Linked DNA regions of Mus musculus: region 1 is linked to region 2. A link is a contact called in public HiChIP or PLAC-seq data. All regions are on one chromosome and are shown on one strand. Each heading gives the region's core, a stretch centred on a gene start, on an enhancer-like site or on the middle of the called end of the contact. The rest is flanking DNA. Distances are from core to core; before and after follow the strand shown.

Region 1 (4,849 bases), core at 872-3,371, 97 kb after region 2:
TGGAAAGTAGGGCAAGCCAGATGGTAATAGCGTCATTAACACACAAACTTGGGGGGGGGGCAGGCGAGTGAAGCTTGAAATCAGAGAGGAGCTCAGGAGAACAAAGGGGGCTGCTGTGAAGAGCCCCCCCCATCCCCCTGCTGGCCAGAGCTAGGGGGCTGCTGTGAAGAGCCCCTCCATCCCCCCTGCTGGCCAGAGCTAGGAGCCCCTAGGTACTGGGGGTCTGATCTTGTCCAGAATTGGATAATAAACAGTGGCGTTGCCCATCTTTCAGTGTGATTTAGTACAGAAAAAAACTTTTCCAGTAGGCAAACTTAACAGTCATTCACAGGTAGCCCTTCGTGCTCTGAAGTGGCAGGAGTGGGCCTTCAATTCAGATGTGTGCCCCTCACACTGGTGTGATAAGCCCTGCAACTGTTGACACTCTAAGAAATGGAAGTTCTGCTTAGTGTAAGTTTCAGACAAAAGTTTGCCTCCCTCCCCTTATGTAAACACGGTAGGCAAACAAGACAGGTTTGGAAGCAGCTCCTTTTAAAAAAAAATTTGGTGTTGGGTTTTGGTGCCTAGGTGTTGGAAGGGGTTGTGGCAAACTACGGGTTTTACTTTGGAAAACGTTGACGTTCGAATCCAACTCTTACTGAATAGATACAGTTTAGAAAGAGCAGCGAAGATACTAGGACAGTATTAAAGTGGTAATAATAATAGTGTTTGTTCTAACTACCTCAACAGAGCAGGAAGTGCAGTTGTAACTGACAAGACAGAAAATTAGTAACTGTGTCATTTCATTAACACAACACAATACAATATGTACATACACATATACACAATGCATTATTAAAAGGAAAAGCAATGTTCTTGACACAGACAATATGCCATACACAGCTTCTGGAAGACAGCAAGCAAAGGTGACAGGGATCAAGCGTTTGACTGACTTGAGTGATACCTGTTAGCAGCTAAAAGTTGACGAGGTACAAGCTAAACCGAACTAGTTCCCCCCCTTTCTCCTTCAAAGCAAAACCGAAAACAGCACACACACACACACACACACACCCTCTAGCACTCTCAAACTGGAGCTCTTTAAAGACCCCGAGGACTTACGCTCAAGGCATTATTCAGAAAACACTGAGCCCGGTCGTTCGTCACAGGCAATTGTTAAAGGCTTTCAAAGAGCCGATCAAACGCGGCCAGAGTAATCTACATTGGAGTCCGGATGGTGGAGTTACGGCGTACACCTGCGGGATGTTTGCTGTCGCTGCCCCTCGCAGAGCTACAAATCTTGATTAAAGCTCCCTGCCTAACTGCCTAAGTTGCTCCCCAGTTTGGAAAGTTTCTTGGGACAGTTTATTTTGACCAGAGAGCTGTTTAGACACTGCAGCCAGAGAGGAGTTGAAGCCACCAAGGTGGGGAGGGACAGGGGCGGTGAGCAACTGGGAAGGTCTGTTTCTTGCATGGACTTTTTTGAACAGAGCCTTCATCCAAGCAGAGACAACCGAGATAGAAGTCCTGATTCGTGGCTTGCCTTTGAGTTCCTGTGTCTCCAAAACTCCTTTCACTGTCTTTGCCACAACTTTTTGTTGGATGGCAATACCAGTTCGTAGCTTTCCTTAATCTATTCCCACAGGTGTCCACCCTAGAGCCTGTTTCCAGCTTCGACCAGCACTCCTTTTCTAGTACAAAACTTTATCTCCCCCCGCCCCTGCCCCAGTCCGACTCTAGTTTGAAACTTTCGCTTTTGATTCATTTGTTTGAGATTATTTCCCCTCCTTTTCTGCGTTGGCTAGGTTTCCACTGTTTTTACCCTGAGGGACAAAAAAATGTGAAGTTGTGAGAAAAGACGATGCGAGGGTCGGACAGTTGGAGGCGGGAGGGACGTCAACGTCTGTCTGCAGTCAGCTAGTAAGTCCGCAAGCCCTCTGCAATCCCTGTGTGACCCATTTGGGGAGTGGGGTGGAGACTAACCGGCTGCCCGCAATGCCAAGATCAACACTCGGAGCGAATGTTATCAATAGACCAATTTTCTGCTCTTACCCGGGGCTTTTTTGTTTCATTCCTAAGTGGAGAGTGTCTGAGCTGCGCAAGACGCAACTGCACGGAGGCGCCCGGAAAGAGAGGGCGCTAGAAGCGGGAGACGCAAATATGGAAATTAACTCATTAGGAAGGGGTGTGGTTAGCGCGAAGCCCCCTCCTCCATCCCTTCCTTTCTCCCTCGCTGCCACCGTCCTGGCTTGCTAAATATGAGATTACAAACAAACAAATAAAGCAGAAGCTGACTACGCTGACTACGCAGCCCCAGATCAAGCACGCTCCAGATAATTCTCTGCACTCAGCGCCGAGGCCAGTTCTGCCACACAGCACCCGCCCCTGCCGCCACCGGGGGCTGCGGCGTTCCCTGCGCCATCTCCCGCCGCCCGGGACTGCAGCGGGGCCGCCGTCACCTTTCGAAGGCGCAGCACGTGGTCCCAACACTCGGCGGGGTGCACGTTTTAAACCCTAAGACGCCAGCTTCAGCCACTGTGGCGCCCTTCCGAGGGCCTCTGCTGACCTCGAGGTTCTTCTGCAAAGGCCCTGGGTGCTGGTGTGCTCTGAGGGAGAAAACAATCGAGCTTAGAAAAGAATGTTCCCGAGTCTCTGACCTGGGCTCCCCCCGCCCTCTGCGGTGCCGTACTCCCAGCGCGAGATTGCAGTGTACCAGGGCTCGGGTGAGACAAAAATTGGCACCAAGGCGGAAGCCTGCTTAGCGTCAGAGCCCGAGGTTGAGATATTAACAAAAGACGAGGTGCCTAGGAGTGAAGTCTGTGGGGTTGGACCGCCTGGGGTGCAAAATTCAGTGTCTAAATAAAATCGTGCGTGCGGGGGGGTGGGGTGACAATTAAAATGAAACAAAATGCGAAACTCGTCCTCAGTTGAGTCGGTCTTCCTACTCTCTAAGTCTTTATACAACCCTGTATCTAAGTCCTCAAAGCGAGGCGTAGTATAAGGCTTTAGGCAAAAATGATACTTCTAATGGCTGTCCTTCCGGCGACCGACCTCCCCGCCCCGGCTCCCATCCTAGTGCTCCCGTAGCTGCGGGCCCCTTGGAGGAGGCTGCGCAGTCCCAAGCTTCCCGCTGCCCGCAGGCCACCGCGTCTCAATGCGGGTATTGTCCGCCGCGGGTGGGGAGGCCAGACGACCAACACACAAGAATAGCAATGTGCCCGACTCCTGTTAAGAGAAAGTTTCCAAATGTCCTCCTTGTGCTGAAATACTACTTTTTAAAAAGTGCGAGTGCGTGTTTCGGTGGGCAAAGATTCGTTTTTGAAAGTCCACTCTCAATTCCTCAACGTTTTCCACTTCTTTTAAGTTCTCAGAAAAGGAGAGAGTGGGCAGAGAAGTGACTCGATTTGGGGGGTGGGGGATTGTAAATATGGTTGACGGTCAGTGGGACGGTTTTGAAATACCGGCAGTTGTCACCCAGGTCTGGTTCGGGGACGCGGGGACAGATGCTCGGTTGGCGCACAGAGTGGGAGGAGGGCCCCGGGGCGCGTGTGCTCAGAAGCGTTTCGCACCTCCTGTTTATCTTAGAAAGGCGCGGAGGGGTGGGTGGGAGCGAATTGTTCCTTTTCCCCGACAGGCAGTATTAGTTGACTAAAATGGAGAGGCGGGCACACACAAAAACAAAACCTCCACAGGCTGCGAGTCTCTCTCCTCTGACCCGAATTCCAAAGGCTGGGACTTGCCACTCAGAAGACCCTAGCGTCCGCGGTCTTGTGACCACAGCAGAAGCAGCGGTGGATGCCTTTAGAACTGGGCCTTTGGGGACAAGGGTGATGAGGCTATCTTTCTAGCAGCGGGGACACCTTCCTTCCATGAGTGGTCTTTCTTGTGAGAGGGTCTCTGGGTACTCTCAGCTTTTCCCAGGCATTTGAGAAATAATGGCTCAAGTCCCTTGCCAAACTGTCTGAGACAAGTATATTCCAAGACCCTGCAATACTAATTCCGTTTTTTTTTTTTTTTTTTTTTAAAATCACACCAGAACAAAATAAGACCAAACCAACCAACCAACCAAAACAAAGCAAAACAAAACGCAGACCCCTGCTCTCCCTGTCCCACAGCCAAATTCACCGTAAGGGCGCCCAAAGGGTTGTGGCTATTTGCAAGTCGTGTTAATTTGGTGAGCTGACTGGATGCCTTAATGATAAATCCCCAATGTAAAGAGCCTGATACAAGCTCTAATTGCTACTGGGAACTTCAGGTGGTTGCTAGGCTCCGTGGACCACAGCCACCCCAGAAAGCCTCCAACAGTGTGTTTGGATGGTGGGTAGAGGGGTGGGGTGGAGTTTCTACAGCTAGCGGTGCCCACATCTGCTGGGACTTCCATATCGAAGCTGTTCATTTACCGGAGCCAACTTATGAAACCTCCACAATTAGATCTTCATTGTCCTTCCCCCATAATACTGTCTAGAAAGAAAAGGTCTTCTCGGTCGGGGCCAATCCAACGAAGCGTTTGACGTTATTAAATAATAAAGCGATTGTGATTTACATTGTTGTTGAGAAAAAAGGCCAATTATCCACTGTTATGTTGCCATAAAGATCATATTAACTCGAATTAGTAATCAAACAATATGCGAGCGCTTTAAAGTACAGCAGAACTGGGTGACAGCTACTGCGACGTCTTCACTTTCACCAGCAAACCCACCCGCATCGTCAGCCGGAGCAAAAGAGGCCGACACCACAGGCCCGAAAGGAGGGAAGAGAGCTGCGAAGTGGTGATTAACCGTGTCCAGTGTTAATTATTCTCAATTAATCCCAAACAGTGCAAACCTTTCCTAGTTCTCTGCAAGTTCCCATGTTGGGGATGCTTTGAGGATTG
Region 2 (4,430 bases), core at 1,447-3,946:
CTGGTCTACTACTTGGGGAAAACTGTAAAAGACATTAGAAAAATGACTTGTAAAAGTAGATGCCGGGCTGGTGAGATGGCTCAGTGGGTAAGAGCACCCGACTGCTCTTCCGAAGGTCAGGAGTTCAAATCCCAGCAACCACATGGTGGCTCACAACCATCCATAACGAGATCTGACTCCCTCTTCTGGAGTGTCTGAGGACAGCTGCAGTGTACTTACATATAATAAATAAATAAATAAATCTTAAAAAAAAAAAAAAAAAAGTAGATGCCAATGATAGTATTAATTGATGTTAAATGCCCTAAATTTAATAGATACTGCAGTGATGGGGTGGGGGGAACCTCCTTTGGTTTTTTGTTTTTGTTTTTCAAGACAGGGTTTCTCTGTGTAGCCCTGGCTGTCCTGGAACTCACTCTGTAGACCAGGCTGGCCTCGAACTCAGAAATCGGCCTGCCTCTGCCTCCCAAGTGCTGGGATTAAAGGCGTGCGCCACCACGCCCCTCCTTATTCATAGAGAAATTCAAGTATCTAGAGTGGAGTCAAATTTGGTACAACAAAAATAATTATTTTTATTATTTTTATTAAATCAAATTAAACTTATTTTTTAATTAATTATTTTGAGACAAAGGCTCACTGTGTAGCTCTGGCCAGCCTGGGATTCATTATACAGACTGGATTGGCCTTGAACTCAGGCACATTGCCTGCCTTTGTCTCCCGAATGCTGAGACTAAAGACACGTTCTACCACACACAGCGTGTATATGTGTGTGTGTGTGTGTGTGTGTGTGTGTGTGTGTGTGTGTGTGAGAGAGAGAGAGAGAGAGAGAGAGAGAGAGAGAGCATGTGTGTGTGTGTGTGTGTGTGAGAGAGAGAGAGACAGCATGTGTGTATGTGTGTGTGTGAAACATAGCTTATGTGTGTGTGTGAGAGAGAGACTGTGTGTGTGTGAGAGAGACAGCATGTGTGTATGTGTGTGTGTGTGTGACATAGCTTGTGTGTGTGTGAGAGAGAGAGAGACAGCTTGTGTGTGTGTGCATGTGTGTGTGTGTGTATAGGTGCCCACAGAGGCCAGAGGGTATCAGATTCCCCTGAAGCTGGAATGTTAGGGGGCTGTGGACCACCCAACCTGGATGCTGGGAACTGAAGTCTGTCTGGTCCACTGAAGGAGAAGCAAGCACTCTTGACCACTGGCCCATCTCCCCAAACCCAAAACATGGTATTTAATAGAAACAGCACTTGCTTGTAATCTAGCTCCTAGAAGGCTGGGGCTAGGGGATTCCAGATTCAAAGCCTCCAAGAACTACCTGATGAGCATTCTGCCAACTAGAGCTCAACCTTGGCCTTGTTTTGGTTTTAAATCAGGGTCTTGCTGAAGAGAACTAACCTGGAACTCATTGCAATCCTCCTGCCTCAGCCTCCTAAGTGCTGAGATGACAGTCTGGTACTATACTGTTAGTGTCAAAAATACCTCATCTGCAAAATCTCTGGCCCACATGGAGACCTGACATATATTCTGCTTAAACGGGGTGAATCTGGCCCAGGGCCTGCCCCTAGGACAGCAGGCACACTTTGAGCAATGCTAAGAGTTAGGAGGAATATTTTAGCCTTTTGTTTTGGCATTTGTGTTTGGTTTGGTTTGGTTTGGTTGTTGGTTTTGGTCTTGGTTATTGTATTTGTCTTTTGAGACGGTTTCTCTGTGCATCCCTGACTGTTCTCGAACACTCTGTAGGCCAGAGATCTACTTGTCTCTGCCTCCTGAGTGCCGGGATTAAAGGCTTAAGCCACTATTGCCCTGCACAGAATATTTAGTTCTTCAATGAGATATTAAACTTGTACCTTCCCAGAATCCTTGCCCCTAATGCAGCAGCTTACAGCCATAGAGGGTTCTAAGTCTGGTCATTTGTGACTTTTCTTTTTTTTTTTTTTTTTTTTTTTTCTTCTTTTTTCTATCTTTTAAGGAAGCATCCTAGGGCAGGGCGTAGTGGCGCACGCCTTTAATCCCAGCACTCAGGAGGCAGAGACAGGCAGATTTCTGAGGCCTGGTCTACAGTGTGAGTTCCAGGACAGCCAGGGCTACACAGAGAAACCCTGTCTCAAAAAAAAAAAAAAAAAAAGAGGATCTGGGTTCAATTCCCAGCACCCACGTGGAGGTTCACAACTGTCTGTAACTCCAGATCCAGAGAATTTGATGCCTTCATATAGACATGCAGGCAAAATACCATTTCATATAAAATATACAAAAACTATTCTTTAAAAAAAAAGAAAGGAAGGGAAGAAGGAAGGAAGGACCGAAGGAAAGAAGGAGGGACGGACGGAAGGAAGGAAGGAAGGAAGGAAGGAAGGAAGGAAGGAAGGAAGGAAGGAAGAAAGGATCCTAGTCACTCATCCCCATGCCCTCCCTTTGGCTCTGGGGCTGCTTGCAGATCAGGTGTCTGACCTCCCCGTCTGTTTCCATGACCTCCCCCTTTGTTTTCTAAGCTCTCCTCCAGCTCCTTCCTCTAGGCAGCTCCAGGGGGTTTACAACTGGCCCATCCCAGGTTCTTTTTTTAAACCCTAATTGTCCTCCACCTTCCATTTGAGTCATTCTTAAATTCTTCTATTAACGAGGTTGAGGTTTCCCTCACACCTGAAGGGTAGAAATCTCTACCAAACCAAGCACAGCCCCAAGGTAGTCAGCTAGGTCTTGCTTCCAGTCAGGGTCACCTTGAAGCCAGAGATAACCTGGTGGTTGAAGGCAGCCTTCCGGTAGGGGTGGAGCGGAGGGACTGCAACTCCCTGCCTTTCATCTCATCTTCTAAACCATCCCAGGGTGCCAACTTTGAAGGGCCACAGTAAAGATTAAATTGTATGTCCCACCTTTATAGCACTCAGGGGGCTGAGGCAGGAGCATCAGGAATCCGAGGCCTTAGCTACGAAACAGGTTCGAGACCAGCTGCAGTTACAAGAAACCCTCTCTCAATTTCAATGTCCTGTACCCCACCAAAATAAAAGATTAAGCAGTGTGATATACAAGCCTCTAAGACACACATAAAATGAACCTTATTGCTTATTGAAACTGGGTCTTATTATACAGCCAAGGCTAGCCCAGCACAAAATAAAATTTAAGATGGAAATTGAGGAGTTGAAAAGATGGCTCAGTGGTTAAGAGCACTGGCTGCTCTTGCAGAGGACCTGGGTTCTGGTCCCAGCATGTGCATAGAGGCTCACAACCATCTGTAACTCTAGCTCCAGAGGGCCTGATGCCCTCCTCTGGCCTCCATTAGCACCAGGCATGCACATGGTGCACAGACATACAAACAGGCAAAATATTCATACTCATAAAATAAATAATAAGACATATCAATGACTAGGCGTGGTGATGCCTTTAATCCCGGAATTTAGAAGTCAGAATAGGAGACCTGCAGGGTCTACATAGTGAGTTCAAGGTCAGCCAAGACCTTGTTTACGTGTTAGTGGAATTCTCTTCAGGGTCTCAGCTCAGCAGGAGAGGAGTCTTTGCCCAAGCTGTCAGTCAAATGAGCAGGGAGCCAAGTGAGAGAGAAGGGAAGAGAGGAGCTACAAAGGGAGAGTCTGGGGAGGGGGGGTAGGGGTGGTAAATTCCTAGCAAAGTTTTGTCAAAGGGCAAGCTAGCCACTGAGAGTTGTCTGAGAATGCAGCCCCCTCCTCATCTGGCTCGGAAAGCTGGGTGTGGTGGTATGCATGGGCAACCCCAGCTCCACGAAAATGGATGCAAGAAGATCATGAGTTCAAAGTCAGCTTCGGGCCACTTAGTGAGTTTGCAGTCTGCCTGGGTTCCTTGAGCCCTATTTCAAAAGAAAAGAGAAGACCCTCAGGCCTGGTGAAGTATCTGACGCACAGAAGAAAAAGCGCGGCAGGTCAACTAGCCGCCAGCAGGAGGCGGTGTGGCAAAGCGGACTGAGCCTCAGTAAGCCAGATCCACAGAAAGGGTCGCCGCGCGCGGCTCCAGGGAGGGGTTCTCCCACGTCCCTGTGATCAGTTCTCAACACTGCAAACAAAGTGCACAAAGGCTTGTTTTGTTAGCGGAAACTGCGGTGAGCAGGCAGAAAGACAGAAACACCAAAGATAGTTCCTGCATCTGCGCATCCTGGAAAAAGTAGGAAAATAAATTGGGCCCACATGCTGGGCACAGCAGCCACTTGGGCAAGAGATCAGGAAACCCCGGGCCTGCACGAACCACTTATTGAGACCCTGCCTTACACAGCAAGAAACTTATATAACGAATGGGGATGCCACTCACTGGTGGTGTGTTGGCTTAGCACGCTGGAGGCCTTGGGTTAACCCCCAGAACCACAGTTCATGGCATGGGCTCACCTGGCAGAATACATTCGCAGTACTCCTCACACGCTGTCAGTCTCTCTTACCACTTTACCCTCCCAACCCTGTTCAGTACTGTGTCCAGTAAATATGTAT

The links. HiChIP or PLAC-seq counts read pairs in DNA pulled down with a chosen protein or histone mark.
Region 1: a contact with region 2 is called in an H3K27ac HiChIP or PLAC-seq map of embryonic stem cells, with 20 read pairs. The contact joins two enhancer-like sites. A contact is called at or near these places in 1 of 39 promoter capture datasets (embryonic stem cells), 2 of 15 datasets of contacts at CTCF or cohesin (both in embryonic stem cells), 74 of 484 Hi-C or Micro-C datasets (bladder smooth muscle, cortical neurons, differentiating embryonic stem cells and 9 more), 22 of 115 datasets of contacts at active chromatin or transcription factors (embryonic stem cells, epiblast stem cells, expanded potential stem cells and 1 more) and 2 of 9 other capture datasets (adipose tissue and embryonic stem cells).

Annotation. Positions count from the first base shown.
Region 1 is chr3:34,661,698-34,666,546 of GRCm38.p6, reverse strand. The region is part of intron 4 of Sox2ot (SOX2 overlapping transcript (non-protein coding)); the gene reads right to left. Among named protein-coding and RNA genes, the nearest start is that of Sox2, 14 kb to the right of the region's middle. Within about 2 kb of position 2,121, at least 82 of the 459 cell types and tissues checked have an H3K27ac peak or open chromatin away from gene starts, as enhancers often do. A contact at or near this core is called in differentiating embryonic stem cells, embryonic stem cells and trophoblast stem cells, where this site is marked.
Region 2 is chr3:34,759,572-34,764,001 of GRCm38.p6, reverse strand. No RefSeq gene overlaps it. Among named protein-coding and RNA genes, the nearest start is that of Gm38509, 10 kb to the left of the region's middle. RefSeq lists enhancers at 1,467-2,979, 1,599-4,430. Within about 2 kb of position 2,696, at least 14 of the 459 cell types and tissues checked have an H3K27ac peak or open chromatin away from gene starts, as enhancers often do. A contact at or near this core is called in differentiating embryonic stem cells, embryonic stem cells and trophoblast stem cells, where this site is marked.